Regions from separate parts of the Mus musculus genome. Here regions 2, 3, 4, 5 and 6 are each linked to region 1. Evidence: chromatin contacts called from public Hi-C, HiChIP or PLAC-seq, Micro-C and promoter capture Hi-C data. All regions are on one chromosome and are shown on one strand. The core of a region is the stretch at or near the end of the contact, and the rest is flanking DNA. Distances in the headings are between cores, read along the strand shown.

Region 1 (4,791 bases), core at 608-3,107:
ATGTTCACTCGAATACTTGATGCCTCCAGTCCAACAAGTCTCTGAACTTCTCTGGAACAAGAAAGTTAAGACACATCCTAGTGCTTTCTCTGCAACTCTGAGGTGACTTCCAGAAAGTGTTTCTACATGCTGTTGAAAGTCCAAGTTCACAACTCTTACCTGAAGGGGGGAATTTAGCCTGGAACTCCTTTTTTAACCCCAATAGTTCACAAACTAAATCACTTTACCTCCCCAGATTCTCAAACTCTTGTGTTATATTCTAACCTTCTCCCTTTTCTATAAAAATAAAATAAAGGTCTTCTTATGCTTCCACATCCATTTTCATGAGCAAACTTTTCTAATGTCATTCAGCAGGTGTCACAGGATTTCTGCAAAACTTACAAGACACCTTTTGTAAATGAGAACTCTAACCGCTGAAGAGACTGAACAGCTGGGCAAGGGTCACACTGCATGTGCATCACTTGGACATGCGATGCAATGTTTGAATAATTATTAGATTTTTTGCCCTTGAGGCCCTTCCTCTTTCAAACTTCCCTAGTACAATTCTCAAAATGCTGAAATAATCACATTCCACGGACTTTCCTATAAGAGGGTTTATGGTGTCTTATGAATGCTGTTTTCCAGAAAAGCCTATGCTGTCAACTTTGTTTTTCAATGTCCTTAAGCAATTCTATTAGTCATAGAGAAAAAGTGAGCATTTGCTAATGATTAGAGAGAGAGAGAGAAAGAGAGTAAGCATCTGAGTCCTAGGGCTGAGGAAGGGAGTGGCCAGAATTGGTCTTAGCTGGGAGGGGAGATAGAGACCAAGGCAACAACACCCAAATTGGACCACAGAAAAGTTGTAATTCCCAAAGACAACTTCTAATGTTTCGGTGGGTACTTAAGTTACAAGTATCAGCATTTTCACGAGAAAACGAAGCCTCAACCAGGGGCTCCAAGCAAATGAAGAAGGAGTAAGGGAATGTGCCTGACTGGATTGCAAAACCTTTTCAAAATCAGGTGCTCAGTGACAGCTAAAGGTGTCTTCCTTCATAGCCTTTGGCCCTGGCTTGTGTGCAGACTCAGATAAGAGGAAGAGTCAGCAAAGGCAAAGCGCCTTCCTGTGCAGGCAGGCCATCCAGGCCTTAAATGTCCCAGAAGCCCCCTCCCTCTAAGAACCTCACACCACTTCTGGAATGATTACAGGCCTCACGCAGACAGGCTGCAACCTCTCAGGACCTGCCAACTCTCGGGGTCGCCCCCAAACACACCCTTATGAAGACTTGCTTCCGGAGACCTCCCCTCTCCCAGCAGCAGTCTGACAGTTTTCTGGGGCTCTGTACATCCCGCCTAGGGAGCCACCGCGTCAGCAGTTCCCGCCCTCAGGTGAGGAGGGGGCATCTGATCATCCGCGCCCCTCCACCCCACACGCACCCCGTCCCCGAGCCTTCCCGCATCACCATGGCAACCGTCCCCCTCCCCGCTTGACGCCTCCACGCGGGGCGCCCCTCCGGTCTGGGCAACAAGTCCCCCAAGCGCGGCCCACGGCCTGCAGCTCTAGCCCAGCCTCGCCTCCCCCGCGCCCGGCTCCGCCCGGCCGCACTCACTTGATCCTGGAGCCCATGGTCCCGGGGCCTCCTCATGGACCCGCGGGCCCCGCTCGGTGCTGCGCTGCACTGCACTGCCCGCCCGCCCGCGGCCGACAGGCCTCCCTCAGGAGCTCTCCCCGCCCCTTCCTCCCTTCCCTCAGGCAGGGGCCCGCCCGCTCGAGGCTCGCTCCCCGGCCGCCGCAGCTGCTGTCGCCTCCCGGGGTTAAAGTACTCGCTCCAGCCGGGCGAGCGCCATGGTCGCCCGCGCGCGTACCCGGCGCGCGCCGCCCCCTCCGTCTCTCACACCGCCGCCCCCTCCCGCCCGCGCCGCTGACCGCGGGGGCTGCTGGGAAGTGTAGTCCACTCGCGTGAGGGTGGCCCCGGGGGGCGGGAAGCGCGCAGCAGGACAGTGGTCTACCCGAAAGGTCTGTGGCTTCTCTGAGAAGAGACCTAGGGACCTTTGTCCCACTGCTTTTCATCAGAATCCACCCAAAGCGACCTGAAGGAACTTCCATCGTGTCCCCAGAGGCCACTAAAGAAGCCTTCGTCCACTCCTCAAGTGGAGAATTTTTGACAGGCTAAAATTCGGGGAGGGGGGTGTCTGAATTGGAGGAAACAGTTGTCCTCCCCTCTCAGGAACTCACAATGACTCCAGTTTCACTGAGTCAGGCTTCAGGGTTCTGGTTTCCCGAATTTGAAAACTGAAGTTCACAGACCATGGATGTTTAGCTTTAAAGAGTTGGTTTTTTTGTTTGTTTTTTTGGTTTTGTTTTTGGTTTTGTTTTTTTAATACCTCCATAAGTAGGAGCTTGGGAGAAAAGCCGGCCCATCCCAGGAAATGGGGTATCATAGAACTGCATGCCAGGTGCTGAGGGTGAGTTAGTCCAAATGTTTAACCTGTGGAACCAATGACTTTATTGGACTTTCTTAGAAAGCATGAGTGGGGGTTGCTTACAGGAGTGTGGGTGACTCCAAAGCAGCTGCACTGGAAAGTGCACACCATCATCGTCGTCGTTGTCCGTGTTCCCGCCCCCCTCCCCCCAAGACTCTTTAATCCCAGCATTTGAGTAGGGGAGGCTAGTGGATCTCTGTGAATTTGAGGCCAGCCTGGTCTACAGAACTAGTTCCAAGAGAGCCAGGGCTACACAGTGAAACCCTGTCTTGAAAAACAAAAACAAAAACCTACCCTTCTATGACCGAAAGCTTCCTGTAGACATATATACAGTTTTCTTTAGTTAACCTCCTATAAACTACTACAATCTGTGTACTACAGCACCTCCCTGGGCCCAGAGGAATGTGCAATTAGAGTAGATTGCATACAAATGGCTGGGAGAACCGGGTGGAGTCCCCTCTGAGAAACTGTTAACAGCCAACAGGCCTGCTCCTGATGACCTTCTGCAAGCAGGCACAGCTGATGTGAAGATGGTGGCTATTTTGCTGTGAGGACCAGATTCTATAACCAATCACCTAGGTGAGAAAATTCTGGAAATATCTGAGGGAGTTTCCAGATTAGTTTAATTCAGGAGGGTGGCCTCTTCCATGGGCTGGCTTAAATGAACGGGGAAGGCAGCATTCATCTCTCTCTGTGCTTTCTGACTGGATTCAGTCATTGTGACTAGCAGCCTCACTTTTCTGCTGCCATGTCTTCTCCTTCTACCATGTTAAACTGTACTGTACCCTCAAACTGTGAGCCAAATTAAACCCTACATTGTTTTTTATTTTGGGATGTTTTTGTGTTTGTTTGGGGGTTTTTGGTTTTGTTTGGTTGGGTTGGGTTGGGTTGAGTTGGGGGGTTTTTTGTTTTTGTTTTTGTTTTGTTTGTTTTGTTTTGTTTTTGCGACACTATCCAGTTACCCAGCCTAGGTTGGCTCAGACAAACACAGAGACATGCCTGCCTCTATTTCTTGAGTGCTGCTGGCCTGAAAGGCATGCACCACCACACCTGCCCTTGGCTTGCTTCACTTACTTTAATCAGATATTTCATCACAAGGAAAGCAGGACTAATAGAGGTACTGAAGGGTGGCTCAGCAAGGGCCCCTCCTTCCTTTATTGGTCATTATGAGGACTCCAGTACTCTGATCACAACAGTCCCTGGCAGAAATTAACAAAAAAAGAAAATATTTGAGAGCCAGGAATATCAACCTGCTACCTGTCCCTGCCAGGCCCCAGAGAGACTCACTTTCATGAACTGCAGTTTCATGTCTTCTAGGCCTGGAGGCCACAACAGAAGCAATAATGACAGATCCATTTAGTGAAGGCACAAGTGCATGCCCTCTATGAATTAGGCATAGTATTCCCCAGGCCTGGCTCATGCCAATCCTCATGGTGGTCCTGGAAATTTTCCTTCCACTGGCAAAAAGGAAATTGAGGCATATTCCCCAGGTGATACAAGTGACGGCAAGTGAAGCCAAGGGGGTCAACATCAGTGTTAATAATTCCAGTCACATGATAGACCTAGACACTCTTGAGGTGGTACTTTTGGACACTAGTCAGAAGATGCTACCAGCCTGCGGGTCCCTTTTGGTCCTGGGCCTTTTCTCTTTCTTCCTTGCCTCTTTCAATTTTCTCTTCTGAAATGTTGTTCATCCCTTCCACCATTGTAACCTTTATAAATCCATAAAGTGCTCCCCACCCCACTCATCTCAGTCACTACAGTAACATCCTAGGCTAACAGCCAGGCAGGGAACAAAGAAAATACAATAAATAGTAAAAAAAACTCCTATTTGGGAGTTACCTCCTGGATAAAAACACCATCTCCCTTTTGTCTATGCCTTGAGGTTGTTGAAGGTAAAGGGTGAACCTTTTTGAATTAAAAAACAAAAAATGAAATGTCCAAACTGCCATTTTGAATTCAAAGTCTTTGCACCCAGACACCAACACAGACTTGTAAACACCCCCAGGAGCAATGTTCTGCTAGACAGGCAAGGGCTCCATGTGTTTACTCACCTTGTTTTCTATGAAACCTCTCCAAGGAGCAGTTGTTATCAAGATCTTCTCTGGAATGAGCAGTCAGTTCAAAAGCTCTGTGCAGGAGACTATAAATAAAACAAAGTTATTTGGTGGAGGGCAAAAGCTGGCTGCTTTTCAAAGAAGGTTGTAGCCAGCCTGGCCACAAAAATGTCTGAATGCCTACTGGGTGGTTGCGTGTGTGTATAAATGTCTGAATGCCTACTGGGTGGTTGCGTGTGTGTATATATGTGTGTTGTATGTTGGAAGGGGAGGC
Region 2 (4,791 bases), core at 1,678-4,177, 940 kb after region 1:
TTGATAATTCATCCGTGTTGAGGTGACTAGAGCTTAGGACACAGAATTACAACACACAGCAACAGACCAAACCTCAACAAAAGCCGGTCTCAACAAATAAGCAACCAAGCAAATAGAAACTATATCAGAGACTGGCTGCACAAGCAAATTAATCTGATAGAACTGTTTCCAGGATAGGAAACAATTTTTTTGAAGGATATACAGAAAATTTAGATTTTCTTCCCCAGTAGTTAATCAAAAAACTAGGGGAGTGGGGCAGTCTAGTAAGAAACAGATAAATGTGGGGCTGGAGAAATGACACAGCAGTTAAAAGCACATATGATTCTTTTGCAGAGGACCTACACTCTATTCCCAGCACTCATGCCAGGCTGCTTATAACTGCTTGTAACTACAGCTTCAGAGAGCCTCCAGCTTGTAACTACAGCCTCTAATGCCTCTGGCTTTGAAGGCATCTGCACTCATATACCCATATCCCAAAGACACATGGAGGATCTCTGAGTTCAAGGCCAGCCATGCCTATAGTGACTTTGACCCAGGGCTACACAGAGAAACCCTGTTTCGATAAACAAAGCAAAATAATTACTTAATTAATTTAAAAAGCACACAACAGGCTCAGCAATTTAAAGAGTTTAGTGCTCTTGCAGAAGACTCAGGTTCAATTCCCAGCACAAATATCAGGTAGCTCAAACCACCTATAAATCCAACTTCAGGAGCCTAGGATTGCTCTCTGCCTCTGCCAGCACCAGCATACACATGGGGCACATAAATTCACACAGGTACACATACATCTACATAAATAAAAAACAACTAAATCTTTTAAAAAATTCAGCTCAACCCTCACACCACAATAAAATAAAACAAACCACTATTAAGGTGGAAGCCGGAGAACCAGGGGTTTAAGGCAAGCTTGGGCTACATGATGCCCTGTATCAAAATATCTATATCTAAGATCTGGAGAGATTGCTCCTCAGTTAAGATTGTACAGAGGACCCGAGTTCAGTTTCTATCACCCACATCTTTTGGTTCACAACTGCCTGTACCTCCAGCTCCAGGTGACCTGGTGCCCCTGGCTTACAAAGGCAAAATGTGCACATAACCGCCCCCCCCCAACTAATTAAAAATAAATCTTATTAAAAAAAAAAAAAAAGGAACGGAAAGAAAAAGCCAGGCATGTTGGTTAGGGTCCAGCAGTTGGGAAGTAGAAGCAAGAGGGTCAGGAGTTCAAGGCCATCCTCAGGTACATACTGGGTTGGAGGCCACCATGAACTTTTTTTAAAGATTTGTTTTTATTTTATGTGTATGGCTGCTTTGCTTGCACACATGTCTGTGGAACACATGTGTACCTGGTGCCTATGAAGACCAGAAGAGGGCATCAGATTCCTTGGAACTGGAGTGACAGGATGTTACAAACTATCATGCCCTTGCTGGGAACAGAATTTCCAGGTCCTCTGGAAGAGCAGCCAAGTGCTCTTAACCATTGAGATATCTCTCCAGCCCCAGCAAGAACTATATTAAGATCTTATCTCAGGAAGAAAGCAAAAACAAGACAAAACAAAATTACCAAGCAGGAAGACAAGGCAAATGCCTGATTCAGGTGGCTGAATATGAACACCAATCATGTAACACAGGCAGTCAGTATGTAAGTTACAAGCTATGTACTTTCACACAACCAACACTTGAGGTCTTAAACATTTTGCATACTTGTTGGCTGATTTAAATATAAACTTCATGTACTAGATGAGACAAGAAAACAGACACAGAGCAAAATCTTCACAAGAGAAATAAAATTCGTTAGGAAAAAGGCAATTTTTTTCTTGAAAAAATTGTTTTAAGCCTGTGGCTTAAAAATATTACAAAAACAGCATGAAAAAAAAATTCAAATGATCGAGAGTGACTGACTACATAGCAAATCAAAGTTAACGGAATAAAACAGACATTAGCAACCATCGGATAAACACCAACGTGGTCCTAAGCACTAGTTTTTGCAGAAACAAAATACGGTTGATAACAGTGGTACACCAACGGCTTACTTCTTTACTGCATTAACTTAGCCTGAACTGAGTAAGACCTCCTTTGGAAAACCAAGAAAACGACACCTTGAGTTACAGGGGAACAGCTCAGAGGTCATAAAAACATTTGAACTTATTGATAAGCAACTGCTTATTCACTTAAATAGCTCAACAACGGGCTAAGAAATGAGATCCACATCCAAATCATCAGAAGAAAACTACCACTCCTAAGAAGCAATTTAGGGGAGTGGTGAAGCTGAGGCGACTTGTCATTCTCTCCCATTATGGTCGCATCGATCCCGCCCACCGGCTTCCACCTCTCAGGGACTTAAACACACCGCGGCCGCGTCCCTGGAGCAGACAGCGGCTCCTGTTACCTCTGCTGGGAGGACCCCATCCCGGGAGCACTACCCGCTCGGCCCGGCTCCGTCTCCGGGAGGCCGAGCGAGTTAGAGTGAGAGTCTTTAAGCTCGGAGTCCCGTGAGGGTCAGGGGATCGTGACATCCCCCGGGATCTCCCCTCAAAGAACTGGACAGCATTCGGGGGATCCGGGCTCCCCTGGTTCTCCGCGTCACGCCGCCTCGGACCCGGTCCTCTCGCACCGCGGAGCGCCCTCCGCCGCGCCAGGATCGGGCGCCCGGTAGGGATCCCGCCGAGGGAGAAGGGCGGGCCGGCGGGAGCCCCGCAGCCGGAAGGGGCTTGCCTCGCAAGCTGGACGGCCTCCGGCCCGGCTCACCTTCAGGTCGTTCTCGGGAAGGTACTTGCACTGCCGCGCTATCTCCACATACTTGTCCAGATCCAGCGGCGCCATTTTAGGAAGAACAAGCCGCGGCGACAGCAGCGGCAGCGGCTGTAGTAGCGGAGGCAGCGGCGGAGGCCGAATCCGGAACCCTCCTTACGTCACGTCCGATCCGTGAGTGGCGTCTGCGAAGCGACGTAAAAGCCTGACCCGTTCCGCTCTCTCTCTCAGGCGGAATTCCGGGCCACGGATCTATCTCCAAGAGAACCCGGAGGTCCTTTTGATAAAACCTACTGGGACCCGTAGCTCTCTGCCGCGGGGCGTGCTGGGATTTGTAGTTTTAGTAAAATGCTCTTCCTTTCCTATCCTTGGCAACAGACTTCACCTCAAATGAGGCTTTTTCTAAGGAAGACCATGAAGTGGTTAACTAAGAATTCCCTGGCTCTCACTCCTACCCTGTAAAGTATCTTCAGTTAAAGTTAAGAGTTACTGTTACCGCCTTTCCAGGACTACTGAAGACCTGGCCTAGACAACATTTGAAACAAACTTAACACCACCGGTTCTCTGGCTGGGGGGTGGGGTGGGTGGTGGGTGGGGGAAGAAACAAACAATAAAGCATTTCTTATGCCACATTCTGTACAAATACTGGCACTTTTTTTTTCTCCTGTTCAATTCTTGTAAGACTGTAAGAATGCAAAGTTTGCATGTGTTATTTGCCCCAAAATCTCAAAGGAAACAGAAAAGATGGATCCTAGACTGAAAAACAGGCTACTGACTTAATCCGGTGAGTTCCAGGAGGGGGCCGGAAAGGTTTTTTTTTTTTTTTTGTCGTATCCCAGTGCCAAGAACAGTTCTTGACACCTACTATAGCTTTAACATTGGTCCATTTGACAACTCTATATTGAATAGCAACAAAGTACAGATACACTTATAGGCAGTTAGAATAACCAATGGCTGCAATAGACAAAAATCTCTATCCTTGGGGCTGGAAAGAGTGCTCATTAGTTAAGAGCACTAGCTGTTCTTCCAGAGGATCCAAGTTCTATTACTAGCATCTACGTGGCTGCTTTCAAGTCCAGTTACGGGAGATCAGACACCTTCTTCTGGGCACTGTGTGCATGTGGTACAGAAATATATTTGCAGTCAAAATAAATAAAATAATAAAAAATAATGTATTAAAAAATCTGTCCTCAACTTGCAATTTAATTCTGTTAGAGATAACCGACAAATATAATAAATTACTCAGAGCATGTTAGAAAGTGATAATTTAAGGAAAACATTCCAGCATAGTAAGGAGGATGGGTTGACACAGGATTCAGAATTAACCTGACCATAGTGTACCACATATTTGACCACAGCAGTGATGAGGCAGCTGGATAACTGTGAGTTCTAGGATAGCCTAGTCTATGTAGCATGTTGCAGGTCAACCAGAAGACCTTGTCTCAAAAAAAAAAAAAAAAACACAACAACAACAAAAACACAGCAAAGTTGGGAAGGTGGGAAGTTGTATGGAAGATATCTGATGCATTTCTAAGCTTATTTGGAGCTTTTGTGGAAGAGCCATACCATAGTGGCTGGAGCTCAGAGGAAGAAATGAATACATAGATTTATTTTCCTTTTGATGCAGTGGACAACTGTTGTAGGATTTTAAACATGCAACATGATCAAACTTATTTGGATTTTTAAATTTTGTTTTCTTTGCTTGGTTTTGTTTGAGACATCTCTTTAGCCCCTTAAAAACAGAATTCAAACATTCCTACAAGAATTTAGAAATGTAATTTATAGTCTAAAAGGGTTGGTTCCAACAATGTAAACTATCTGATATTCCACTTTTTCTTGTTAATATACTCCTCCAGCATGGCTTGAGGTTTCAAGCCAAAAGACCCAAGGCACATCCAAGCATTCTGGAGCTTTACTTCAGAGAAGTAATCACTGTCCAAATACATACTGGGCACATGGCAGATCCAACCTTGCCCTGGTTGTCTTTCCAGAAGGAAAGCAGAGTGAGTGTATACCTCTAAATTCTTTGGCAGTCAGTGGGAG
Region 3 (4,791 bases), core at 1,548-4,047, 860 kb before region 1:
GCATGGCAGTTGAGTCCTATAAATACGAAGGAAGTTCAGGGCAAGAGGACAGTTAGCAAGCTAAAGGTTAGCCTAGGCTACAGAGCAAGTTCCACCCTAGGCTGGGTCAAATGAGACCCTGAATCAAAAATATCAAAAAACTTCCAGCAGTGGTGGCACATGCCTTTTATCCCAGCACTCAGGAGGCAGAAGTAGGTGGATTTCTGTGAGTTCAAGGCCAGGATGGATTACACATAAAAAAAATAAATAAATAAATAAAAAAAAAACCCACAAAAAAATACAACAATCTCTGGTTTTCAAAAAGAAAAAACCATAGCGGAATCAATTTTGGTGGTTTATTTTATAAGTAAAATATCATTTTAACATGTAATCATGTAAAAACCTAAATATTAAAATGTTATAGAATATTCCATTAAGTCTTTGAAATGTAGTATACATTTTGCATTTAACAACACATTTCAAATTACACTAACTCCATTTTAAGTCCTTAACTGTCACATGTGGCTATCAAGTAGTAAAAGCAAATCTCGACTACAAATAATATAAAATAATACTCAAGATCTGATTTTTATTAGAAATTTTGAGGTACGAGTCACACACTTAAGGATTTAGAAATGGAATTAGAAATTAGAGATGTAATCAACAATTCTCACGAGACTGGGTACAAATCATCTTTAATTTCCAACTAGCTTTATTTTTAATCATAGACTTCCCTTTTCCATCTCTAGGAAATGAAATTTCAACCAGGTCCAACCAAAAATAAGCATGTACTTATTACAGCCTTGTTAAGCCAGGGATGGTGGTGCACACCTTTAGTCCCAGTGTTCATGAGGCAGAAACAGGTGTTCTCTTGAGTTCAATATTAGCCTTGTCTACATAGTGAGTTACAGGACAGTCAGGGCTACTTGTGAAGGGGAATCTTGTCTCAAAGAACAGAACAAAACAAAACAAAAAACAAAATAAACAAAACTTTTTACAAATTTATAGCATTTTTACCCATCACATAACGTACAGGCTCTAGTCTTAAAATATAAAATCCTAAGTGTAGAAAATAATGCCTCTGACAACTGGAAGGCAGCAAATTACAAACACAGAAACTAAATTAATGAAAACATGAACAAGAACGTCTTCTTGCATGTCATACTAACACAACAATAACTCATGGGGTAATTCAAAGGCTCCACTAATGAATTAGATTTCAATTCAATTCTCGAAGAATAAAAGCCTGTTTAATTATGGTACCTGTCTTCCCTAAACAAGACTAGAAAATATATTAAGTGTTTTGTCCTTCAAGCAATTTTCCAAACTCTGAATGTGGGAAACATGAATCACCAAATCAACAAAACAATGGTAATATTGGAAAATAGCCTTTAATAGGATAGAATAGTCTCTGGGTTTTCAAGAACTGACTGTGTTAGTAAACAATTTAAGTAAACAATTTAACATGGATATTGATGTCAGATCAGTGATGTAGTTTTTTAACCACATAAAAGGTAAAAACAGGAATCTACAAACTATTCTTAATGAGTCCAAGTCTTAGGCTGTGTATACAAGTTAACCACAAAGAGACTAGACCCACCAACTAGAACATTCGTTTCTTTCCTTCTGTCAAATAATATCACTTTAGTGTGCCATTATTAGCTTTCTCTGGTTAACTCCAAGTTTTTACTGGAACTTTAAAGCCTGACTACTAAAAATGACAGGAAGATTTGTAAAACACTTTTAACACTTTATTCGGGATATAAAGTCAACTCTAATTACAGTGGGTCAAGATGAGAAGAAATTCCTTAGGGTCCTAAGGTTAGGAGGACAGTGGGATTAAAAAGAACCGAGGTGGAGCTTAAACAAAAATCTAAACAGGTTGAGAATCACTGAATTTGAATACTTAATGTCTGTGATTACTTTAGACTATTTTGGTCTGAAGGCTGTGTCTGCCAGTATCTTAAAAACTCTGGTGATTTCAAGGATGGAAATGACAGCTACCCTTATCTCCTTCCTAACGACAGAAAAGTACAGCTGTTTCTCTTAGAAACAAAGATGCTTTCTACCATTCTCCTAAGATGGTGGAAGAGTCTCCTTATGAGGCTCCCCCAAGGAAAATAATAAGAAAGGGGGAAAGAAAACTATAGCAGAATTCCCTGGCTGTGCTTCATGCCATCGCTCCTAGTCACATCCCCTGGTCCAGCCATCTCCCTCCAGGGAGGTTAAGCCCTCCCTGGGCATTGTTTAGCCAGGGTCCCTATTTACAACACTCAGATCGCCTCCATCCCAGCGCTGTGGTCTCGGTAAGCCCAAGGGCTGAAAAGAAAACGCTAAGACAGGACCTGATCTCGGGGACCTTTTCGAAAGCCCCTCTTCCTACATGGGTTAAGCAAAGAAGGAAGCCGGCCTCTGTTCGGGTGGGATCCTCAGTGGTCAGAGGCGTCCCTTCAGCCGGTGCTGGAGAAAGGTGGCCATCTGAGCGTTTCGCTTCGCATCAAAAAGCCCTACCAGAGCGAGGGGCCTCTCTGTCGTGTCAGGTGCGGCCCGCGACTCCCAACCCTCGGGGTACCGGCGGCCACCGTGCACAGGCCGCCGGGCAGAGACAGCTCCCCGCCCCACCTCTGAGGACCCGGCAGCCGGGCCAGGGCCCCAGCCGCATCTTGCCCGCCCCCGCCCTACCTGAGGGGCCCGGGCGGGGTCGCTAAGGGCCGCTCCCGGGGGCCCCGCGACGGCGCGGCTCGGCGACGGAGGCGCCTCGTCTCGCCGGGGCAGAGCTCGGCGGCGGTTTCAGGGCCTCAAACTCCATCGGGAGCTACAGGGACAGCCCCGTTGGCGGCGGCGAAGGCCGCGACGGGGCCTCCTCCTCCTCCCTCCCTCCGCCTCCTCCTCCTCCTTCTCCTCCTCCTCCTCACCACGGAGGCGGACCTGGAGGGATCCCGATTTAGCTCTCGCGAGAAGATACTGTTCACTTCACGCGAGATTACGCAAGCCCGGGAGTTGGGGCAGAAGGGAAGCGTAGTGGCCCGGCCACCAGAACTGCGCATCAGTTTCCCTCTGAAGAAGAAAGCCACCCTCGTCACATGACAAAGGAACCCCAGAGTACTGTGGGAGATGATGCGAGGACTAGGCAAGACGAAGGGCCTTATGGGAAACTCCCTGCACATCTAAGCCTTGACCAGGAGGCTTGCAAGATTGAGCCAACGTTAAATTTATCATCCATAGAGCAGAACCTGCTTCATCTATGTTACAGTCTACTTTACTCTCTTTGTAGTGAGATACTAACCAGATTAGCAAATAATTCTCCAGTTTACAAAAACCAGGACCAAAGTGAAAACGTTTGGCAAACCCACCTACCTCATCTAAAATCCCAGATGCCTCAAAAGTGAGAAGGATCAAATTTTACAAGTTTTGGAATTATAACTCAATATTTGTTAGAGGACTTATGGCAACCTGTAAGGTAGGAATTATGAAGAAAGACTGAAAATAAGGATGAGAAAAGCAACAATTATAAACAAATATGCCAGGCTGTATGATAACTGATATTTTAAAAGCATTTTAGTTTTATAGTTAATTTATCAAAGTAATCCTAAAAGGTTAATATTGTGAATCTATGCTAATGATGTGCAACTGAATGTGAAACAAAATGTTCAGCAACATCCATGATAATAATCTGTATGTAAGTTAGAATATGGAAATTTCTCTAATGAAGCTTTAAATATACATGAGTTATAATCCAGATGTGGGGCTGGCGAGATGGCTCAGTGGTTAAAAGCACCGACTGTTCTTCTGAAGTTCCTGAATTCAAATCCCAGCAACCACACCGTGGCTCACATCTGATGCCCTCTTCTGGAGTGTCTGAAGACAGCTACAGTGTACTTACATATAATAAATAAATAAATCTTTAAAAAAAAATGCAGATGTGATGGTGCATCCCTGTGAACCCAGCAATTGAAAGGTCCAGGCAGAATCATAGACTGAACTGCTTACAACTGCAGCTCCAGTGACACAAAGCTTCTGGCAAGTGTGACAAGATCGGCTTTTTAGTTTTTGCATTTTGTTTTTTTTTGTGAAAGATCCATTGGCCCCACCTGTTTGTTGTTTGTTTTGTTTTCTGGTGCCTTGGCTAGCCTGTAACTAGCTCTGTAGACCAGGCTGGCCTCAAACGCAGAGATCTGACTGCTTCCCAAGTGCTGGGATTAAAGGCATGTACCACCACCTGGCAGCCCCACCAGCTATACATTAATAACTCATTATTCATAATTTCATCCAATTATGTTAATCAAAAAAGAAAGTTTCCCAACAATCAGGTGTACATTTTGGTATTTTCTTTTTGTTTTTGTTTCAAGACAGGGTTTCTTGTGTAGCCCTGGCTTTCCTGGAACTCACTCTGCCTCTGGAGTGCTGGGCTCAAAGGTGTGCACCATCACCACCTGGCACATTTCTGTTCTTTTCAACTGGACAGTGATGAGTAATTTTATATATACATGTTCCCTAACCTACTGTGTGTGCATTTTCCATTCTACTTCCATTTGATATTTTTCCATTTCACACAGGAAACATTCCCCAAACATGGAAAACCACATTAAAAGTTAACAATCACACCTTCCTTTCCCTATTATGTTTTTTAGACAGGGCTCAAAAACCTGTATAGTCTTGGCTGTCCTGGAATCACTCTATAGACCAGGCTGGCCTTGATCCTTGATATCTGCACGACCCAGCTTTCCCTATCATTTTTTAATCACTGGCATTTTTCCAAATTAATTTCAAAAACTTAACAATTGTTTGTCTACCTCCATTAAAATACAAGCC
Region 4 (4,791 bases), core at 1,645-4,144, 840 kb before region 1:
TTAGTTATTTCCTGTCATTAGTTTCCTTTCCCAAGAGGTCATTACTTATTACTATGGTAAGAATTCTTAAGTCCCTATCCTCATTACTAAATTTAATCAACTTTAATCTCAACAATATACTAGGAGATACTGTTCTAGGTATTTAATATTTAAAAATGATGATGCTTATACTCTTGCACTAGCCAAAACTCTGCAATTTGAAGAATATATAGGAAATGGCTAAGTGAACAGCCTTTTACTAATGCCATCATTTTAACAGATCAAAACAGAAATGATGAGATTGTGACTATCTAGAGAAATTTAAAAAAGAATTTAAAACAAAGAATCAGCTAAACAATGACCATGCTCATCAAGGTGAAGAACAAGAGAGAAACTATCCAAATAACTCTAAGATATTTGGCTTTAGTGGCTGGATCTCTTGGTATGTCATTCAGTTAACCTAGCGACTACTAGAGGAGATGATCATAGGCTGCTTATCAAAATCCACCAAAAGAGCCTTCCTGGCACCACCAGGGGAGCTGGTTAGAAACACACCACACATCAAAAGCTGTAGAAGAAACCTCACTGAAATGGTAAGCAGATTGTAAATGAAAACATTAGAGTACAAAAAGTACACCTAAGTTTGCATAGAATGGAAGTGGACCTTAGGACAGAAGAAAGAAAAAACATATACACAATACAACATAAACTCATCACTTACCTCTTCTCACCCTCGCTATGCTTAGAGGTCTCCTTTTTAATCAAGAAGCCAATTTTTCCTTACACTCTCCCACTCCTTGACTCCCATCTAGTCATAACACAGTACAGTGAGTACAGCACGGACTCTGGAGTCGTATTTCTACAGTTAGAACTCTGTTCAGCCACTTACTTATCCAGTCTGTTTCAGGATTCTTTTCAACCAATAATAAATGGGGCTGCTAAGGAAAATTAAGTAAGTTCATCATTAAAGAAGTAATTGTTTTATGAGTGTCTGCCTGCATGTGTGTATGTGCACCACTCGCATGCCTGGCGCATGGAGGCCAGAAGGTAGGAGATCCCCTGGAACTGGAATTATGATAATTCTGAGACACCGTGTGAGCTCTGAGAACGGAACCCACATCTTCTGCAAGAGCTGTATCTACTGACTATCGTTCCAGCCTATTAGTTAATTTTCAAATGAACTTAGAATGGTGCCTGCTATGTGCTCTTTAAACATGTTCAGTAAATAAACAAATCTTTCACGTTTCTCCAATGGAATATCAAACCAGTTGAGGCCTCTGATATTTTATATTTCATTACCTCATCTACTAAAATTGCTTCTTACCCATCCTGTTAACAAAAAAGATCCAAGGGATTCTCTTCAAAATCCTCTTCTGATATTTGGGTCACCCTAGTTGCTTCAACCCTGTGTTCTTTTCTCCCTTTTACTGTTGGCTCCAATTGGAGTTCCTGCTTCATTAGCGTAGCCATTGTCCTCCCAGTAACCTTCTTTCTCAGTGCACCCTCTAGGATGCCAGATCTTCTTATGGTCTACATGCTATGACGCTGAGGCTCATCTCCATATCTGTGTCCCCAGCTCCTACACTGGGCAGCTGTATGTCACTATCCCTTTAGACATAAATTCAAACTCAAAAACTGAATTTGTAATTCTTTGTGGTTTTATTTCTGATTATGGCATTGCTATTCTTCAAATGTCAACTGCTTAAATTCTAAGACTTACTTTTTCTTCTCTTTCAGCGTATAATTATCTATGACACATTAGCACTTGCCTCCTTTCTTGTAACAATACCGTAACTCTACTTTAGATTTTAATGCATCTCACCAGGACGTCATCACCTTTTCAAAATAATCTCAAATATAAGTACCTAGACTTTAGCTAAGAGAACCCAGAGTCAGCTATTTCTATTCTACAGGCTTCCCAGAGAACAAAATTACTTTCTGTAGTACAAATCTGACCATATCAGTTTCCTGCTCAAAGAGCTTCAAAAAGATAATTCATCTCATTTAGTGTTGGTTAAACTTTTCACTATTTGGATTTCACTTTACTTCTCCAACTCAAACTCTTATGTACACAACCTCCCTGTCCCTATTCCTTTTTCTCATAGTCTGTAACGTCTCAGTACCACTACAACTTTTCTTTTTTTGGAAAAAGTAATTTCACGAGTTCTCTTTATCAAGAAGTAGGATTTAGAGGCCACTCTCTTCTACAGGCTTCCCAGCAACTGTCCTTAGAGCAGTTGATTAAAGTAACATATTGCATACCCTCCACCCTCTTACGAACATCAATTTGCTTATAAATGTCGCTTCCAAACTGGAGATGAACACTGGATATTTGATGAACCTCTATTGAATGGCATAACACCAGTAATTCAAAAGGTGCTGTAATCCGCGGTTGAGCAAGGGTAAAACCCATCAAAACCTGGCACTTACAGTAGACTCGCGGTTGGCACTGAAGGCCTTGCCTTGGCTAGCTCCCGCCGTTCAGTTTTCTGCCGGCCTCAACTGCAGCACTTTTTACAAAATGCCAGAGTCTGGCTTCCTGGCCAGCTACAGGGCCCTATATAGAGGGTCTCAGGAAGCGGTCCCTGGGGCATCCTGAGATTCCCCACTGCAGATTCGGGAAGGGGAAGAAAGTGGGATGCAGCATGGGCCAGTCCAATGGCTCAAAAGTCTGGGGGCCTAGACCAGCTCCTTGGCTCCCATCCCAGGGCAGGTTGCGGCCGATCCAGGTCCCCACGGGGGCTCCATTTCCAGAGACCCCGCACCCTAGCCCGGCTCTCGGGTGGCCTCCGAACTTACAGACCCGGGGGGAAGGTCGCCATCTACATCTGGCAAAACCAGGAGCTGCGGCCCCTCGGGGCTCCGGGAAGGGGGAGGGGCAGGCAACCTGAGCCAAAGGGGGACCCAACGGAACCGGAAGGGCAGCCCTGGCCGGACAAAGACAACTTCCAGGTCCCATGGTCATCTCCGCCAATCGGAATGCTCGGAGGACGACGGGCCCCTGAGAGGGACTTTCCGCGTTGTGGGCGGGGCGAGGCCAGGGAATCGGGCTGCGGAGGGTCGGCTTCGTGAGCTCTGCTGCTTGTGGTTCTTCGGTAGAAGGCGGGCCCGAGCTCTCTTCTTCGCGGCTGCAGTCACGAAGTGCTCCCGCTGACCGTTGCCTGCATGGGCCTGAGCAGCCTGTCTGCGAACAAGCCGTGGTAAGTCCCTCCCGCCCAGGGATGTGGACTCGCTGCGTGGGAGCCTGGAATGCAGAAAGCTGTTGTTGGGTCCCGTCCCTTGTGGATACTGGTGTTTCTTAGGAAATCTTCCTTTTATGTTCCCAGGTCAATCTCTTGCCTTCCTTATCTTTGGTTACCCTAGCCGTTCACAAATCTGTGGTTAACCTGAATACCTCTCTTGAGCACTGGAGCCAGCCACTTAGACCGATTTCCTGTTGTCCAGTGTTTAGTGTGCCTTTTTCGTAACAAGTTCATGCCCAGGCCTACCTAGCTATAGTTCTTGTTTGGTGAAACAATCATACAGGGCCTCTTCCCAAAGAGAAAATCTGGAAATCATTCTGAATTCCCTTTACTTTGCCCATCCACTTAGTTATTGCTTTCTCTACATTTGTTTTATTTACCGTTTGGTGGTGTTATTATAGGAAACAGAAATAATTATCAATTTAATCTTTTTCCAAGCTTAAAGCTAAGTGGCTTTGTACAATGTTGTATAACCACTGCTAGCTATTCCCGCATTAACTCCTTGTATTATTTTGTGGATATCCATTTTCCGTAATATCTGTTGAAAAGGTGAACTTTTTGCCCATTGAGTGGACTTTTTGGAAATCAGTTCGCTTTATGAGAGTTTCTTATTGGGCTGTCTAGAGTACGGTGGTCTATGTTTATTCTTGTGCTAGTACCATACTGCTTTAATAATCGTAACTTTGCAGGCAGTTTGGCATTTACTGTGAGTGCTCCATCTTTATTCAAGACTGTTTTGGTTCTTCGAGATGTTTTTCACTTCCATCTGAATTTAGTATCAGGAACTGGACCTAGGACTTTTCATGATACGCAAATACTGTATTACTGAGCTACATCTTCAGCCATACTTTTGTATTGATTTGAGGATTGACTACCATTTCTTGGGAAACGGCTTTTGGAACGTTTTTTTTTTTTTTCCGTTTTTGTAAATCTGTAGGTTGCTTTGAATAGTATTATTATTATTATTATTATTTTATGTCTTCTTGCCCATAAACACAAGGTGCCTCTTCAGGCCTTTTATATAAATTATTTTCAGAAATGTCTTCTTAGTTTTCTGCATTCTTGGTTCATTCACACATTTTTATCAGGGTCTGCCTCAATTTTCATAGTGCTTATTGCTAGTGTCTAAAAAATACATTTAAAAAAAGCACTGCTTTTAGCCGGGCATGGTGGTGCACGCCTTTAATCCCAGCACTCGGGAGACAGAGGCAGGTGGATTTCTGAGTTCGAAGCCAGCCTGGTCTACAGAATGAGTACCAGGACAGCCACTGCTATACCGAGAAACCCTGTCTCGAAAAACAAACAAGCAAACAAACAAACAAAGCACTGCTTTTTAAAAGTGTGTTTGCATAGCTCTTGCAATTCATTTATTCAGGTAGCCCCTCTTGTGGACTCTTTTGATCTTTCTATTACACGTTGGTGTAGTCTATGAACAGAAATCATTTACTTCTTTTCCAGCAGGATGCTTTTTTTTTCCTAATAGGGCAAACAGTTTTAATACAATGTTGAACAGGAGTAGTAACAATAAAGTAGAAGTGGACATCCTTGTTTTATTCCAAATGCAAAGAGG
Region 5 (4,791 bases), core at 1,612-4,111, 640 kb after region 1:
ACTATTGCAACTAAATGAGTTTGTTTGTTATGAAAACCACAACCAACAGCCGAAAATAGCAGAGTCAGCACAAGGAATTCCTGAAAGGGTGGTGGTGCATCAAAAGGCTAGCAAGTCTGTTCTGATGGAATCATAAAAACATCTGGAGGACTGTAAATTCAGCATCAATGGACTTCTTCACAACACAGACCAAAGACCCTCTCTCTAGATAACGACTTCACAAAAAATAGAAATGTCACCACGGTGGAAAGTTAAAGAAGTACTTTTCTCCGCAGAAATCAAACAATTTCATTTATCTTTGGAGAAAAATATTCATTAGGAAGGAAAAAAGAAAAAGAGCCCACTATTCCAAAGGCAATTTTTATCTCATGAGCACTTCTTGGGTACTAATTAACTAACATAAGCTGTAAAACACTACCTAGACCATGCTTATTTTTTTTACTGAAAAACAAGCTATGGTACAAAAATTTCCTATTATCTTTTGAACCAATTAAGCTGCCAAAAGTTCCCATTGTTTTTTCGGTAAAAAGAATAAATTTGTATCACTAACTTGGACTAAGGTGAAATATTAGAGATATTTCTTAGCCTTAACGGACTGATTGCTCCTTAAGATTCTTTTCAGTGTTTCTGACCAGTTAAGGAAAGAATGAGTATTAACAAATAATCTGATTAAGAGCTAAAACTGCCACTCAGTTCTTTAAAATGTTCCAATGAATAATTAATAGCAAATGCATTGTTCTCTGGTTTTCCTTACAATAATATTCTCATGTAGAATTGAAAGTGATGGCTGCAATAAAATCTGTCATCTGATAGTAAGCACAGGTGGGAACAGAAACTATTAGCAAACAGGAAGGCATTTCCAAAATACATTACGAGGGATACCCGATAGATCTGGAGACGGAATTTGAAAACCTGCGGGTAATCCTTACATCAAGAATTACAACATTTACAAATTAATACCAAACCAAATCTGTGCATAAATTTAAAACGCCAAAACCATCACCTTTGCTCTTCTACACAGTGTCTCTTTCTACCCTAACTATATTCCTTTCTTTCCCTTTGTGACGTGGGACTTTATTGATCCCAAACATGCTCACATTCAGATCAGTCCCGACCGGATGCCCGGCCAACTAGATCCACACATAATACACATCTTTAGGGCTCACACGCTTTGAAAACATCACCATTTGATCACTATCATATCAAATTAATCAGGCTCTCTTCTACGCAGGCTTTCCTTTTAACTAGCTTAAAAGAAACTAAAGATGTACTGAATTAACGATGAATGTTTAATGAATTTATACGGTTATGAAGCACCAAATCCAACTCAAGATTTCTCTTCTGTGCGTCCCCACTCATTCACCAGAATCTCGGGGACCTATTTTCAGGTTGCTTTCCCCACACCTGCCAGGTCACTGTCCTGATTGAGAAACTTCTTGCCAAAGCAATTAATTTTTAGTGCCTCCTAACTGTCCCCAGTGTTTGCATTCAATCTGAAATCTGTTACTTGTTAGACACTGTTCGGGTCCTAGATCTTCCAGAGAATTGCGCGTTTATGGCGCAGAGAGGGGAGGAGGCAGGGATCTCTGAGAGCCTGCCCTTTATTCGGAAATGAGGAGATGTGAAAGGTGGAAGGCAGGGCAAATAAATAAATAAATCGGGTTTGCCGCGGGAGCGTTGGCCTGCCGCAACGAGCACCCTTTGTAATGCAGGCCTCCCGGGGCTATCGCCTGCGCTAATTGCTCCAGGGCGCTTTCCAAGTTCAAAAGTTCACCTTTTACGACCTCACAAAAGCTCCTTACACTTTACCAATAAAAACATTCCGCCGCAAACACCGAGGGGGGGGGATATCAAACAGAAACAAATAAAACATTGAGCCAGGGAGGGAGCGAGAGCCAGCCCGGAGGAACCTGAGGACTGGGCTGGGAACAAGGGGACGCAAGCGGCCGGGCCAGGTGAGGAATTCTCAGCACCCCGGAAGAGATAGGCTGGGCGGCGCGGGAAGCGTCCGGCAAACGCCGGGAAAAGGCAGGTGTCCCGGTGCCCCAGGATCCCGCTGGAGACCTGAGCCAGCAGAAAGTCGTCGCCTAGAAGAATGAGTCTGAGTAAAGGAAGGCCAGGGGACAGGAGTGAGCACCGAGGTCCGAGAAGGACCATTACCGGTCTGCCCAGAGGCGGAGGCTCACGGGCTGGGAGGAAGCTCGGGACAGTGGAGGAGGAAAACGCTCCAGGATAGGTGCAGGGCGCAAAGGTGTGGAGTCTGCGAGCTCCCTGGTGAAGGAAGAGAGGGTGCTCCGTGCACCAGGGCCTCCTGGGGGAGGAGAAAGGGTTGGCGCAGAGGGGACGGGGGGAGGGGAGGGTCCGAGCAGAGGGGACCGGGGACCCTGCCTGGAGAGTGCGAGCCCAGGGTGGAGTCCTCACTGAGGAGCTGCCCGGCATCCCGGAGCTAGAGTCAGCTTAGAGAAAGAGGGGGTCGCGGGCGTTGGCACCGCCCGGGCTCAGAAGGCCCCTTACCCACCGTTGCGCGGCGGCGGAGGGAGCGCGGCGGGCGGCTCCAGGAACCCCGCCGAGCCCCCGCCGCCTCCCCCTCCGCTAGGTGGCCGTTCGTCCCGCTCCATGCGGCGGTGCTCAGGGCCCTCTCGGGCTTCGCTGCTCCGCCATGACTTGCGCCTTCGTAGTCGTCGTCCTGGTCTTCCACGGGGGGAGGGGGCTGTCAGGGGCCGGCAGGCTCTCGGCCGCCGCACTCTCTGGGCCCCTGAGCCGCCCGGCTCCGCGCCCCTCCGCGCCGCGCCCCCTCAGCACTGGCCAGCTCCCTCCTCTGACGTCACGCGCCGCTGCCACGCACATGCCCGTGAGGAATTCTGGGAAATGTAGTCCTCCCAACGAGGCTGCCCACACGGGACTCTACCAAATAAAGGGGTGATGGAAAAAAAACAGGAAGACCTAAGTAGGGAGAACCCAAACCTATCACTATTACAAACTCTAATAAAATTTCTAATATATTAATATAATAAACGGCTATGTCAGAGTTTTCTCTCTATTGTAACTTATTCGTGATCATAGTGCTCTATGATTCCAACTATTTCCCCACACTAATAATGAGCCTTTCCAAGGAGGCGTATCCACCGGGAACCGGGTGAGCACGTGCAACCAAGCCCAGCCCTGTGGGGGAAGGCCCCAGGGGGCGGGGTGTGTAGGTACTCATGAGGGCTTTCCTCCCGGGCTGAGCGACAAATTGGACCAGAGATTAAAGGACCCGAGTTTAACCCGAGGTGACTGCGTTCGTATGCAAATAGAATCTATACAACTCTGCTTTCCGGAGAAGTGTTTAAAGCCCCTTTACCTCCGGGTGGGCGGGAAAGATTAAAGTTTCTCTTCCTCCTCTTTCATTCCCCGCACCCTGCCCATAGAACAGATGGACAAACTAAGATCACTTCCACTGATGCCACCAAAGAAAACTTGAGACCCCTGACTCCTTGTGTCTTAAAGAGTTCTGTTTTAAGAATGTCCCTTTCCCGGAGTGTTCCCCTTCCCACTCCTGTTCAGTATACCTGTCTCAAAAATGAGAGGTGTAATAAGAATCGGATCCAGTGATAAGAGACCAACTCTCACATACACGCTATCGCCTCAGTTTACAGAAGTTCCCACCAAATAAAATCCTGGATTTTCTCCCCTTCCTCCTCCAGGGCCCACCTCCCGCTGCCACCAGGTGGCGCGCGGCCATGGGGCTCTCAGGATTAGGGGTGGTGGTGATTTTCAGAAATGCCCCGCGCGCGTTCTCTCTCTCTCTCTCTCTCTCTCTCTCTCTCTCTCTCTCTCTCTCTCTCTCTCTCTCTCTCTCACACACACACACACACACACACACACTACACAACCCGCGCACACACACACACACACACACACACACACACTATACAACACACACACCTCCCTTAGGAAAAGACTTATTAAGTTTCAGTCTAGAACTTAAATGCTATCTAGCTTACTATAAATCAAAGAACTCTGGTGCTTTGCTGGGCTTTCCTCTAATGGGCCGTATCGAAGCGGTTTCATTCTGTCACTTCATTCTGCCCCATGTGCCCCTGGAATCCTCTGGCTCTTGTGAGTCATTCTTTACTTAATTGTTTAGAAGTCTTTACTTGGCTTATGAAATCTAACCTGTTCCGATTCCTGCCCACGTTGCTCCCATGCCTCTTCCCTTACCTGCTATTGAGAAGGCTCTGCCAAGCCTTCCTGCACTTTCCATTATCAATATTAATTGGCCTGGTCCATCCTTAGTCTGTGCCAGCAGCTGTTATGAGAGATTGACACTAATGCTGTGTGGTTTAAAGCTCCCACACCTGTTCATTGAGGTAGCTCTGATATTGGTGCTCTCACATACAAATGAAGTGGCACAAAAGTTGATGTCCGTTATATACTCAGTGGATCAGAAAGCCGAAATGCCTCTATAAAGTCTTTAACTCATCTTTCTAGATCCTTTTCTTCAGTAGCACCTTCCTTATACCTCCCATCAAGGGACAACTGGGTCCCTCTGTATTCCCAGATGGCCCTATCTAAGTAGACTGTAAGAAATGATCTTTTTTTAAAAAAGATTCATTTATTTATTTTATGTATATGAGTATACTTATACACTGTAGCTGTCTTCAGACACACCAGAAGAGGGCATCAGATCCCATTACAGATAGTTGTGAGCCACTATGCAGTTGCTGGGAATTGAACTCAGGACCTCAGGAAGAGCAGTCAGTGCTCTTAACCACTGAGCCATCTTTCCAGCCCCAAGAAATGATCTTG
Region 6 (4,791 bases), core at 698-3,197, 580 kb before region 1:
TCTACCTGCCTCTGCCTCTCAAGCACTGAGATTAAAGGCAACCACCTTTAATGTCTTAACACTGTAAAACTCCAATCTTTCCTCACACTTCCACACCTTGAATCTTCCAAAATCTTAATTAAGTAACCTACTTCTGAACCCTCTCTGACAGTCATTTCCTGCTTTAAACATGAGCATCCTACTTCCCTCAGCACACCAACTCCATACAACTGTCCTTCTAGCTACAGCCATAAACCCATAAACACCTCTCCTTTCCTTCAGTATAAGTACTATTCCTTTACATTTTCTACTACAAAATACCCTTTCTTCTGTCCCCTGCCTACTCCTTTCATTTCCTCTACATCCTACTACTGATTTCCCTTCAAACATACCCCCTACATCCTACTACTGATTTCCCTTCAAACATACCCCCGCTTCCATCTTCCTCCTCATTCCCAACTTCTCTCCACACCTCCTGCCCTGGGAATATTTCCATTTACACACACACACACCTTACCTACCACTCCCATATTTCCTCTCCCTCCCTTCTGCTCACCACCCCACTCTCCATCCTGCCACACACCCCATCCCTTTCCAGGGTGCTCCCAACCTCAAGGTTTCCTCTTCTGCTGGTGCCCACTAGAATTTCTCACACAAACACCCTCCGCTTCACTCACTTCTGCTGCCCTTTTACTGCTACACACACCTCCTGCCTTGACATCTCTCTCCACCCAACCTAAAACCTCCACATAACCTCCTTATCCCCATTTCTCTCCCAAAGCCCTCAAACTCAGTACCTGTGTAAACCACTCCTCCTCCCACTTGCTCTATCCTCCTCTACCCTGAATACAGAACCAAGCCATTTTCCCCAAGCCTGTCAACCCCTTCCTGTCTCCTTCCATACTTCCCAGCCAGATACTCACTAGGGAACTCCTGACGTCCTGGGCGCACACACACAGACAGACATCTCCTGCCTGAATACCCTCAATTTCAACCGCCACCATTTGAGAGAACCCCCTCCTCTGACACTCCTTCCCTCCATCTTTTGGGGCTCAGCCTGCTCGCCACACTCCCAGCTACGGACCCCTCCTCCGCCATTTCCCTTCAGGCGTCCGGTGGCCTTCCCGCTGCCTGCCCCATTCTCTGCCCCTCACAAGCAGCGCTAACCAGGGCATCTGCTCCTTCCATTTCTGCCTAGAGGTGCCCATCTTGTCCCTCCCTCCACCACCTCACTTGCCCCTGCCCGCCCCAAATCCCCCTACACACCCATCCGAATCCCCAAACGGAACGTCCTCCTTCCCTCTCGAGCCCGACCTAGGCCCCCATGGGTCCCCCAGGCGTGCCCTTGAGGCCCTGGTCACCGTGGGGCCGGGTCCCTCAACGCTCCCTTACACCCAAATCTGCCCACACCCTGTGCCCGCCCCCCGAGCCTCTCCCCAGCTCTTGCCCGCAACGTCCTCCAGCACCTGCCCCGAGTCCGGAACCCTCCCACCTCCCCAGAGCTGGCGCCCCGCACGCTGCCCACGCCCTCGGGAGGTTCAGGGCCGGGACCCGCGACCCCGACCCCGAAAGCAAGCAAGGCGACCCGCAGTCCTGACGCGGACCGGCCGGGTACCGCGGCGGCGACCACAAAGCTCAAGCCGCGGGGCTGGGATTGCGCCGCGCTCCTCGCCTCAGCAGCCGCCGCCGCTGCTAAGGACGCACAACAAACAATGCGGGGCCCGGGCAGCCTCCGCCAACTGCCTCAACCGCCGCCTCAACCGCCGCCCGCCCGGGACGGCCCGCCGCGCAGGCGCCGGCCCCGCCGCAGCCTACCCGCGCCGCCGCGCTCCGCCCGCGTCCGCTCCCCGCTCCCGCTCCGCCGCCGCCGCCACCTCGTCCGCCCGCGTCTCCGGCTCCTCAGCACAGCGGCGGCGGCTGCGGCGGCTGCTGCCTTGGTGGCGCTCGCGGATCCGAGCTCGGCTTCGGCAGCGACCGCGGCGGCGGCGGCAAGCACGTGACGCCGCCGAGCACGCCCATTGGCCGATCCAGGGGGCGGGGCCCGCGGCTGCTGGGGAACGGAAAGCCCGCCCCATCGCCCTCCGCGCGCCCCCTGCACGCGCGCTCTGCCGCACCTGAGAGCTCCGGCCAGCGCCCGCCGCCGCCGCGCCGCGCTGTCGCCTGCGTCAACTGCGCACCTGGGAGCGCGCAGGGCGCTCAGGCCCGCGGCCGCCGCCTGCACCTGCGAGACCGCTTACGTAAACTGCGTCCCGCCCACCTCGCGGCGCCTAGCCCGGGCCGCAAACCGTACCTGAGCCCCGCTGTGCCTGCGGCGGTAAGCGTTGCTGGGCGGAGGCCAACTGCTGAAAAGAGCTAAGCGCGCATTAACTTCGTAACTGCAGGTTCTGAGAGCTGCTCCCGGCCGCAATGAGAGCCGGCTTCCCCAGGTTCTGCGTCCCGGTGCGGGATGCTTCTCCAGCTCCAGCCTCGGCCTTTACGCTAACGGAGTAAGCGCCGCAATGCCTCCCGGGTGGAGGAGGGGCAGGCAGTACCTTGGCTGAGTAAGAGACTCCGATCCCTCCTTGATTCGCTCCCCCTCCCACTTGCCGGTTGTGTGACCTTGGCCAAGTTACCGAACCGCTCGAGCTTCAGTTTCCACTTCACAAAAACTAAAACTGTAATTCCTATTTAAGAGCCGTTGAGCAGATGGCATAAAACAATAGATATGAATTTTCCTGGCACATAGCAAGCACTGAACAAAAATCAAAATCTCCTCTCCCTACTCCACCCTTAATGGCCCGGGAAATCCTTTCCCTCCTTATTTCCCTCCTTAGGTCTGGAGTAGTCTAGCTAAACACCTACCCACTTTGTTCCAACGGTGGTACTGGGAAAGAAATAAAAGGTTCAAGTTTTATTTTACAGCTCTACGTTGGCATCTTCTTAGTGCCTAGCATTCTCCCAGGGGGTTCAGCCCATGCTTAGTGTGTGTTGCATGCTCCACACTCGGCAGGGTGCTAGAATGCACTGAAGAATAAGTCAAGGTCCTTAGCCTAAAGCAAACCTAGCAAAGAACCCCACTTAATTTGAGCAGACAGTAGGGGACTGACCTCCCACACTCCCCCTGGTAGGTCCCCTTCTCATCTTGCTCCTGTACCAGACTCAAATATTAACAGCTCTGGACTGGAAATGATTCTCAATAATACTTGCCTGACATGGACAAAGTCCAGGGTTGCATCCACAGCACTACCAAAATATATGACCTCAGTACTTCATTCACAGAATATGTTAATACTTAGAGTTAAAAAGCTTTGAGTATGGCCTTCAACTTCAGGACATACACACTTCCCATTGCCCCTCCTTGACACTTCATTAACAACAAAGCTGTCCTTTCCTAGCTATCCCCAGGTCTGTAACATATCCCTGAAGTCTATGCTAAGCCCCAGATCACTATGTCTGATTGGCACCTCATTCTAGCCTTCTGGAAACCTGGTTGTTCTATCAGTTTAGAACATACTCCATCTGGAGCCCCTTGACTGCCCTGAGACACAGGTCCAGACTCTTCCTGCTTGTGCATCACCAGTTCAACAATGCCTTGTTATGTCACCAAGCTGTAGTTTAGCTCAGTCTCTTCCCTGGATTGTAAGCATCTTGAGGAAAGGTTCATCCCTCTGCCTGAGTAAAGTTAGGAAAGACCACATACACAGAGGATGAGATCACTAAAGCTGGGTTTTACAGTATAAAAGGAAGTCTGCCAGGGGAGAAGAGACACTGCAGTGCACAATACAGGTTTGCTGTGCACTAGCTGTGTGACCTTGACAGATCTAGGTCTTAGAGCCCTCATCTGTCATTTTGCATACCTCAGAGTACTGTTACTAGGAGTCAGTGAGACTACATTTAACATATGTGGCCCTTAGAATTCTAACACTTATAAATTATATTTTTTAAGTAGGCAGAATATATGGCATTAAGGATTCAATAGTATCTCTTGTTTTGTTTTTTATTGAACTTTTAACTCCAAACACTCAGGACAAAAACAAGCAAGTGAGGGTAGGCTAGATGTCTCAGCAGGTATAGGTGTTGCTGCCCAGCCTGACAAACCTGAGTTAAAATCCCAGAGCCCACATGGTTTAAGGAAAGACCTTACATGTTATCCTCTAACCTACTTCCACAGGAGTGATATGCACATATGTGCCAATATTCATATATGCACAGCATAGAAGTAAAAAAATGTTTTTAAAAAATTAAGTAAAACATTGAAAAACAAGTAAATAATACAAAAGTAAGGAGAGTGTAAAAGTTCACATTTAAAATGACCATCACATTCTCTGTCCCTCACTCCACTCCATCTGCTACTTGCAAAGAAAATTTTGTCATGTCTCACTTTACATGTCCAGAGAAATATGAAAGTTGTAACCAAGTATGGTGGTGCCTCTTGCAATCCTAACATTTGGAAAGCCAACGAGGAAGGATCAGAACCTCAAAGCTAGACTCTGCTTCATAGAGAGTTGTTGGCCAGCCTGGGCCATGTGGAACTCTCTTAGGGGACGAGGTGTGGTTCAGCTGTAGAATGTGTGCCTCGCTGCTTGCCTAGAGCATATGTGAAGTCCTGGGTTCCATACCCAGGATTGCAAGAAGCAAGCCTGTAATCCTAGCAAATGACAGGTAGAGGCAGGAAGATCAGGAATTCAATGCCATCCACAGGTATTTGGTAAGCTCAAAGTCTAAAGCCAGCTGGGCTACATGAGACCTGGGTGGTGGTGGTGGTAGTGGTGGTATTGTTGTTCTTACTGACATTGTTTCATTGGTTTGGTTTTATGTTTTGGGTTAGTTTGG

The links. A called contact is a pair of places that touch in the nucleus more often than the background predicts. HiChIP or PLAC-seq counts read pairs in DNA pulled down with a chosen protein or histone mark. Capture Hi-C pulls out chosen DNA fragments and counts their contacts.
Region 2: a contact with region 1 is called in a Hi-C map of regulatory T cells, with 5 times the contacts expected there. The contact joins the promoter of Ppp6c here to the promoter of Dennd1a in region 1. A contact is called at or near these places in 2 of 39 promoter capture datasets (neural stem cells and pre-B cells), 1 of 484 Hi-C or Micro-C datasets (regulatory T cells), 2 of 115 datasets of contacts at active chromatin or transcription factors (cardiomyocytes and embryonic stem cells) and 1 of 9 other capture datasets (liver).
Region 3: a contact with region 1 is called in an H3K27ac HiChIP or PLAC-seq map of embryonic stem cells, with 3 times the contacts expected there. The contact joins the promoter of Rc3h2 here to the promoter of Dennd1a in region 1. A contact is called at or near these places in 3 of 39 promoter capture datasets (the C10 cell line, liver and pre-B cells) and 2 of 115 datasets of contacts at active chromatin or transcription factors (embryonic stem cells and large pre-B cells).
Region 4: a contact with region 1 is called in a promoter capture Hi-C map of adipose tissue. The contact joins the promoter of Zbtb26 here to the promoter of Dennd1a in region 1. A contact is called at or near these places in 2 of 39 promoter capture datasets (liver and pre-B cells), 1 of 484 Hi-C or Micro-C datasets (B cells) and 2 of 9 other capture datasets (adipose tissue and liver).
Region 5: a Micro-C map of embryonic stem cells shows a contact between it and region 1, with 3 times the contacts expected there. The contact joins the promoter of Nr6a1 here to the promoter of Dennd1a in region 1. A contact is called at or near these places in 2 of 39 promoter capture datasets (hippocampal neurons and liver) and 1 of 484 Hi-C or Micro-C datasets (embryonic stem cells).
Region 6: a Micro-C map of embryonic stem cells shows a contact between it and region 1, with 7 times the contacts expected there. The contact joins the promoter of Strbp here to the promoter of Dennd1a in region 1. A contact is called at or near these places in 5 of 39 promoter capture datasets (hematopoietic stem and progenitor cells, hippocampal neurons, liver and 1 more), 4 of 484 Hi-C or Micro-C datasets (CD8 T cells and embryonic stem cells) and 2 of 9 other capture datasets (adipose tissue and liver).

What each region holds. Positions count from the first base shown.
Region 1 is chr2:38,285,527-38,290,317 of GRCm38.p6, forward strand. Dennd1a (DENN/MADD domain containing 1A) reads right to left here and starts at 1,858. Exons shown (of 23, transcript NM_001362973.1): 1 at 1,587-1,858. The coding sequence starts at 1,603.
Region 2 is chr2:39,223,422-39,228,212 of GRCm38.p6, forward strand. It overlaps Ppp6c (protein phosphatase 6, catalytic subunit), which reads right to left and starts at 2,928. Exons shown (of 7, transcript NM_024209.3): 1 at 2,746-2,928. The coding sequence starts at 2,820.
Region 3 is chr2:37,420,106-37,424,896 of GRCm38.p6, forward strand. It overlaps Rc3h2 (ring finger and CCCH-type zinc finger domains 2), which reads right to left and starts at 2,798. Exons shown (of 22, transcript NM_001100591.1): 1 at 2,662-2,798.
Region 4 is chr2:37,440,278-37,445,068 of GRCm38.p6, forward strand. It overlaps Zbtb26 (zinc finger and BTB domain containing 26), which reads right to left and starts at 2,895. Exons shown (of 2, transcript NM_199025.3): 1 at 2,410-2,895. It overlaps Rabgap1 (RAB GTPase activating protein 1), which reads left to right and starts at 3,008. Exons shown (of 26, transcript NM_146121.2): 1 at 3,008-3,179.
Region 5 is chr2:38,923,600-38,928,390 of GRCm38.p6, forward strand. It overlaps Nr6a1 (nuclear receptor subfamily 6, group A, member 1), which reads right to left and starts at 2,862. Exons shown (of 11, transcript NM_010264.4): 1 at 2,519-2,862. The coding sequence starts at 2,618.
Region 6 is chr2:37,701,398-37,706,188 of GRCm38.p6, forward strand. It overlaps Strbp (spermatid perinuclear RNA binding protein), which reads right to left and starts at 1,948. Exons shown (of 18, transcript NM_001379315.1): 1 at 1,795-1,948.